Regions from separate parts of the Mus musculus genome. Here region 1 is linked to region 2. The links are chromatin contacts, called in public Hi-C maps. All regions are on one chromosome and are shown on one strand. The core of a region is the stretch at or near the end of the contact, and the rest is flanking DNA. Distances in the headings are between cores, read along the strand shown.

Evidence for each region. Hi-C and Micro-C count contacts between places; a contact is called where the count stands out from the background.
Region 1: a contact with region 2 is called in a Hi-C map of B cells, with 5 read pairs. The contact joins the promoter of Samhd1 here to the promoter of Ahcy in region 2. A contact is called at or near these places in 1 of 484 Hi-C or Micro-C datasets (B cells) and 2 of 9 other capture datasets (adipose tissue and liver).

Annotation. Positions count from the first base shown.
Region 1 is chr2:157,133,467-157,136,948 of GRCm38.p6, reverse strand. It overlaps Samhd1 (SAM domain and HD domain, 1), which reads left to right and starts at 1,853. Exons shown (of 16, transcript NM_018851.4): 1 at 1,853-2,070. The coding sequence starts at 1,860.
Region 2 is chr2:155,073,049-155,076,729 of GRCm38.p6, reverse strand. It overlaps Ahcy (S-adenosylhomocysteine hydrolase), which reads left to right and starts at 2,233. Exons shown (of 10, transcript NM_016661.3): 1 at 2,233-2,365. The coding sequence starts at 2,338. Gm39966 (a long non-coding RNA gene) reads left to right here and starts at 2,556. Exons shown (of 2, transcript XR_866885.2): 1 at 2,556-2,780; 2 at 3,024-3,681. It overlaps Gm45609 (a long non-coding RNA gene), which reads right to left and starts at 2,218. Exons shown (of 3, transcript XR_001783519.2): 1 at 1-2,218.

The DNA.
Region 1 (3,482 bases), core at 604-3,103, 2.1 Mb before region 2:
GTTAAGAGCTTCTTTGCCTGCTTGCCCTCGCTCTCACTAGCACATTCATCTATGCCAGTCCTGTGGCTTTCCTTTTGGACAAAAGCCAACTCCTTTGGGATTCTAGTGTAGACAGGGGGCCAGCAGCTCTCCAGGACTCCTCCAGGACTCCAGTGCCAGGCTGGGACTATTATGACAGACAACCAGCCTCCTGGACCCAACAGTTACCACATTCTTGGCCTTTTCCAGAGTCTCACAGCCATTGTTGGACTACATGAACTAAATCCTGTATAAATCCCTTTTAAACACACACATAAATATTTACTCTAACATTTCTGTTCCTTTAGAGAGTACTGACTAAGGCAGATTTAGTAAGAGCATGGTCTTTTGCAGGAAGCCCAGTCTCTGTTGTTTCTTAGCTCCCAGCTTTTTTTTTTTTTAAGATTTATTTATTTATTTTATGTATATGACCATACTGTCCTTGACACAACACAAGAGGGCATAGGATCCAATTACAGATGATTGTGAGCCACCATATGGTTGCTGGGAATTGAACTCATGACCTTTGGAAGGACTGTCAGTGCTCTTAACCACTGAGCCATCTCTCCAGCCCTCTCTCCCAGCTTTTATACTTCACTTTCCTACATCTGAAATTCGTTAAATGAATGTTTGTAAAGCCTTTAGAACAGGGCCCTGATCACATCAGCACTGTTTGCTAAGAATATTTTGGTTCATCCGATTTCTAGTTTGTCTGTTGTTTGTTTGTTGCTGGGTAATGAACATCGGGCCTCGAGCTTGTTTTGTTTTTGGTTTTGTTTTTTCGAGACAGGGATTCACTGTGTAGCCCTGGCTGTCCTGGAACTCACTTTGTAGACCAGGCTAGCCTCAAACTCAGAAATCAGCCTGCCTCTGCCTCCCAAATGCTGGGATTAAAGGCGTGCGCCACCACACCCGGCTCTCAAGCTTGTATTTTATGCCTAAGCATCACTTACAGCTGTCGGGCTCACCACTAAACATCTCATTTGTACTGCCTGACGTTAAAATACCTAGATGTGTATGTGTCTTGGTTTCTGAAGAGGTGTCGTAAATTAGTGGTCGTTGTACTAGTAATGGGTGGATAAAGATTTATGGGGAAGTTTGGGGTCTGTCCCAAAATGGCTTAACGCCAAAAAAAAAAAAAAAAAAAAAAAAAAAAAAGAAAGCCTGCTATTTGGACACTGACTAGTAATTAGTAAAAATACTGTCTATTTGGAAATAATAGGGCGGTCTGCTGCCAACTAACTGTGAATGTGGAATCTAACAGGACAGTCCGACAACCAGCTGGCAATCACTTCAGGGTTTTCCAGTTGGGCCAGTCCCTTGTTTTCTGCTCTGGGATAGGAGTGGCAGCTTTGTTGCCTTATAGGGTTTTTTTGTTTTTTGTTTTTAATTTTATTTTAACAAGTTTACAGCTTGGGGTGTTTGAAACCTGGCAAAACGTATTTGTTTCAGGAAGATACCTGCAGTTCACCAGAAGACCTTTTTAATCTGGAGCGTGGTGAACCTTCCTTAGCCCCAGATGCCCTCTTTGGCCTTGTCCTCACTAAAGTCTCCACTCTTAACCACAACTCAGTTTTGCTTTTCTAATAACACCACCCTTTCGGAGAAACACAAGGGCGGAGTTGAGGGCGATCGCGTAGGCATTGCGCTTGCGCAATGGGCCGGGCGCGAGCGCCCCGGGGAGGCCACGCTCCCAGGGCTGATGTCCGGGGCGCCTGCGCAGTAGGCCTGGAGGCTGGCAAAACTGAATGGACTCACTTTTGGGGTGTGGTGTCAGTGCGGCTGCGCGCGAGCCGGTGCCGCGGTACTTAACTTCGCAGCCCCGGGTGTCGGAGGTAGCCATGCAGAGCGCACCCTTGGAGCAGCCAGCTAAGCGACCCCGCTGCGATGGCAGCCCAAGGACGCCACCGAGCACTCCTCCTGCAACAGCTAATCTGTCTGCAGACGACGACTTCCAAAACACCGACCTCCGAACCTGGGAACCGGAGGACGTGTGCTCCTTCTTAGAGAATCGTGGTTTCCGAGAGAAGAAAGTGCTGGACATCTTCAGAGGTAGCGGGCCTGAGGGACGAAGGATGGCCACCGTGGGGCCGAGCAGGGAGAGTCCACATGGGAGGCATCCTAAGGGGGAGGTCTCTGGGGGAAGCGGCTGGCGGGAACCCGCCGCTGGAGAAGGAGGCGCCCTGTCGGGATGCGAACACACGGGCTACCCGAGGTGGGCACAGGTGAAGTGCAAGCCCATCGGTTCACTCTGGGCGGCGAACCTAGTAGAGGCCCAGGGAGGTTTGGTAGAAGGGTCTTTTCGGGAACTTGTCACTTCTGCCAGGAGCGATCCCCGCCCTTCTTAGAAGATTTTACCCCAGACCTCCGGCTGTGGCTTGCGGTCTTTCAGGCTCACCTGGCTTGGGAGACCCTTTTGTGCTAACCGCAGCTCCCGGAACACTTGGCCCCATGAGAGATTTTGAGCGCTTTTAAGTTTAACTCTGAAGCTGGTCCCGGAATTTGGGGTTTTCCTTAAAGGGGAGGGAAGGTGCTTAATCTCTGGATTCTCACTGACTATCATAATAGCCTAGTAGGGTTCAGTATGTGCTCATTGTATTTGCAGAGTGCTACTAAGGGAATTTCTCTTCCAACATAAGAGCAAGTTATTCACTGAAACCCCAACATTCCACAACTTGGCCACTCAAGAATTTTAAGAATTTTAAGGGATGCTTCTGGTTCTTGGTCTTGCTCCCGTCAACACTTTGAATCTGCTCAACTTTTTTTTTTTTTTTTTTTTTTTTTTTTCTTGGTTGGTGGCTGTGAAGCTTAACCCCTTGCATGATCGATCCCCGGAGGTGTTCGCTTGGAAAGTGGCCCCTCCGTGGTTATGATTTTCAAATTCAGTGAACTTTACTTCTTGTGGGGTGGAGCCCCTTGTGCCTAACTGAAGGACTGACTTTAAGAAAGCTTTAAAAGGGGTTGCGGATTTAGCTCAGTGGTAGAGTGCTTAGCAAGCGCAAGGCCCTGGGTGCGGTCCTCAGCTCTGGGGGAAAAAAAAAAAAGAAAGAAAGCTTAAAAATAGGAACTCACGTTTCTCTTTTTCTCTCCCTCTACAGAAGAGTAACTTTGGGGGTGGGGGTGGGGTAAGACAGGGCCTGTCTTATGTAGTCTCTATAGACCAGCCTAGCCTCGAACTCAGAGATCCACCTGCCTCTGACTCCTGAGTACTGGGATTAAAAGTGTAGGCCACCACACCTGGCAAGATTTCATTTTAACTATATATATATAGTTATATATATAGTTATATATATATAGTTATATATATATATATATATATATATATATAGTGCTGGGGTCCTTGAGGCCAGACTGGAGTGACTCCATGATGGAGTTGCTGCCACAGGGGTGCTGAGAACTGAAGCTGAGCCTTCTGCAAGAGCAGTGAGTGCTCTTAACCATGGAACCATCTCTTCTGGCTCTGT
Region 2 (3,681 bases), core at 984-3,483:
TCCCTCTTTCCAAGACGATTCTACCCTGTGTCAAACTGACAAGACCAAAACCAACCAACCAACCAAAAAAAAAAAAAAAAAAACAAAAACCTGACCAGGACAGCCTGTTATGTGATACTTTCCTATGAATTATTGTCCAGGCAGGCTCCAGAGGCTCCTAAAATAACACAGGTTGTTGCCACTGTTATTGGTTGTCCACCAGAATTAGACACTTCTTAGTTACTGTTCTGTTGCTATGAAGAGGTACTATAACCAAAGCAACTCTTGTAAAATTAAGATTTTTTAAAAATAAATACATCATTTCCTTCCTTCCTTCCTTCCTTCCTTCCTTCCTTCCAACCACAATTTCCCTCCCTCCTTCCCTCCCAGTCTCTTTCCACCTCCCACTGAATTTACTCCTCTGTTTCTTAAAAGAAAGAATTTGATTGTGGGCTTGCTTACAGTTTCATAGGATTAGTCTATTATCATCGTGGTGGGGCATGGTGGGGATATTTCCAGAGTATGATGCACTCACAGTGCTGGGGCAGTAGCTGAGAGTTACATCCTGGTCTATAGGCTGAAACAAACAGACAGATAGACAGACAAAAGATAGAGAGAGGAGGGAGTTTATACTTGTTACTGTGAGTCTAGTCAAAGATGCATAGCTGGGGAAACGGTAGGTCTTCAGGAGGAGCCTACTACTGTTGAGTTAAATGTTGTCTCCTAAATATTTGTTTATAGTCACAGAGTGGCACAGTCCTCAGTTTTGGTCAGAAAAATCTCCTTTTGTAGCAAATGACAGGTAATGCAAATGACCATGGCTGGTCGAGGTGCTGAGTGTGACTGTCTCAGATCATATCACGCCCTTTCAAAGCTCAGGGGAACACCATAGGAGGAGGAGCAGAAAGAACGTAAGAACTGGATGGAGGGGAGGAGGGTTGTGGACCCACACGGCATGGCCGTTGCAATCAGAACTCACAACTGCAGCTATTTGCCCAGGACCTGCACAACACTGGATCCCCAGCAACATTCAGTCATGGATGGGGGAGGTGTCCCGGGACATTGCTAAAATTCCCTCCTAGGAGACAGAAGCAAAATCTACACCTCCTCCCAAATAAACTGAGGTATGATTCTGCGGAAGATCCTTCTGGGGGAACCGGTGAGGTCAGTGAGCTTCCTGACAACGCATACACAGGTCAGGGGGTACTTACCAGATAGGGGTATGAATGATGCTTTTCCCCAAAGACCACAGCTGGAGACCACACCTCAACCAGCAGGGATGAGGGCCTCGCCAGTAGACGGGTAGCTGGAACCTACTTCCCTGACTACATACTCTAGTCCTTCCCTGAGGTCATGTTCAGTTTAGGCAGAATTGCATATAACAGGAGGTAGGGTGCAGCTGGACACCCAGGAGAAGGTCTTGTGACCCTCCTTGTTACTCCATGAGGAGACAGATAAGTCCAACGGAGGCCAACTTTTTACAAAGGGGCCAACTGAACTCCCCAGAGATGGTATATGCACACAACATGGGGCCTGGTTTCCTTCCTGAAAGCTAGCCGCTGAGAGCCGCTGAGAGAGAAGTCATACTCTTCAGGTGTATAGTCATTGGTGAGTTATCTATGCTCCTGCGGATAGCTCCGCAGTCATTTCCATGTGAGCAGCCTGTGAATCACCAAGAAAGACTACCGAATGAGAAGGTGTTGAGGAGGGGGTGGGGGCGAGCAAGGAAAGGCAAACAGAGGGAGGAGAGAGTGACACAATTGCAACCGGTGATTTTTCTTTCTTTGTTTTTGAGATAGGGCCTCACTCTGTAGCCTCGGTTGGCCTGGAACTAATTAGCGATAGAGCAGACTGGCCTCGAATTTGTGACAAATCTCCTGGCTCTGGCTCCAGAGCGGGAGATTTCAGACACTGTCTCCAGAGTGGGGATTCACAGGCACATACCACTAGGCCCAGCTCTTTACTTTGATCTTGCAAGAGTTTTACAATTGAAGCAGTTAAGGCTCAGGTTAGTAAATTGGCTAGAGTCTAAGAATTCTGCCTTGTTTTGACCTCTGATTCACTGGCTGGACGGATGGGAGAAGAACCGCCTCTCTCCACGCTCCCTCCTAGTCGAGTGCCAGGGGTCCAAAGGCCACAGTGCACAAAATTTATGATTTTTGAGGCAGAGATCAGCCTTGCTCCCGCTCCGCTCAACGCCTCGAGCTAGGCTCCGCCCCTAAGTTTCAGCCCCCAGCAGGTTCATGAATATTCAAATAAGAAGATATTTAAAGACGCCGGCGCCAGGCGTAGATCCCTGCCCCGCGCCGCCCGGCCCCCTTCACTGAGTTCATCAGTCCTAGCGGAAGCGCCGCCAGCATGTCTGATAAACTGCCCTACAAAGTCGGTGAGTCCCAAGGGTTCAGTCCTCCGTGGCGACTCGGCTCCCGTCCTGGGTTTGTTGTCAGTACCGACCTGCGTCTTGTTTAGGTGGCGGCTTCGGGGCGCCCCGGGACCCCTAGAATCGCTGGCCTGGCCGCGCAGGTGCCCGGGGATTGGAGTCCACACGCCGCCGAGAGCCAGGAGTGGGAAACGGCCGCGGACTACAAGTCCCGGCGTGCCCCGCGGTAGGCGCCCAGAGCGGCAGCGCGGGCTGTGATCTTTGGTCGGGCAGCGTGCTCCTGTCGGAGAGACTGGCCATTGGGAAGCGGCCCTAGAGGCCCAGACCCTGGCCCTGGCGTTTGGCGGCTTGGGTGGCCCCTAGCAAGGGCCCACCGTCTTCTGGGCCTTGAGCAGGGCCGGAGAGAGCATCAGTGTTCTAGGTGCTAATGAGGAGAGGCCTGGAAACGGCTAGTCTCGGTGCAACGGGAACTTAGGGTCCCATCTGCTCAATCTCTGGGATATCTAGTGGATGTCTAGAAAATTTGGAGTGGTTAGAAATTACTGTTCGTTTTGTCCCGATTATAGAAAGCTGTCTGAGTAAACACACCTTAACTTGAGCGTTTACAGTGGGATGGGCACTGCCTTATAGCATTATTCTAGACTAACCCGTCTTATTATTGTAGCTCTCCATGGAAGGAACGGTTTTATGTTTACAATGAATATCCAGAGGTATAAAGGGCATTTTCCCAGAATCTTGTAACTGGAAAGCAGCTGGTTAGAATTTGGACTCAGGACATCATGACCTCTAAGCTCATCTCTTCCACTGCTGTCTGTATACAAGGCAATACACTTGAAACAACCCTAATGGAATTTCAACACAATCCAATTCAAACTGTGCCTAGTGACACAAGCTTGTAATCCCAGCCCTGCTATCACTACTGAGGCCAAGGAATCGATCAGCTCATTTCAGAGGTCAGCCTGGGCATACAGTGAATTCCAGACCAACCTGGACAAGATGGGGAGACCCTATCAAAACAAAACTACAAACCAAACAAACAGAAAAACAAAGCAATTCAGGCTGGTTAGCTTTTAAAATAATTTCAATACTCTATTAAATTGGAAAGGGTCCTCAAAGGGAGATGAATGCTATCCCATTACACAGGAACCTAGGGAAGTGGCTTTGCAAATTCTTATTAAGATAGTTAATCAGCCAGCAGGGCAGTTTATTGTCTCCACTGGGTAGATGCTAAGACTGAAGCCCAGAGAGGTTTAAGTCAGTGTTGTCTTGGCGGAAGAGCTAGAATGGAGGCTCGACATACTGTGTAGGGAGGGATTGGGAGG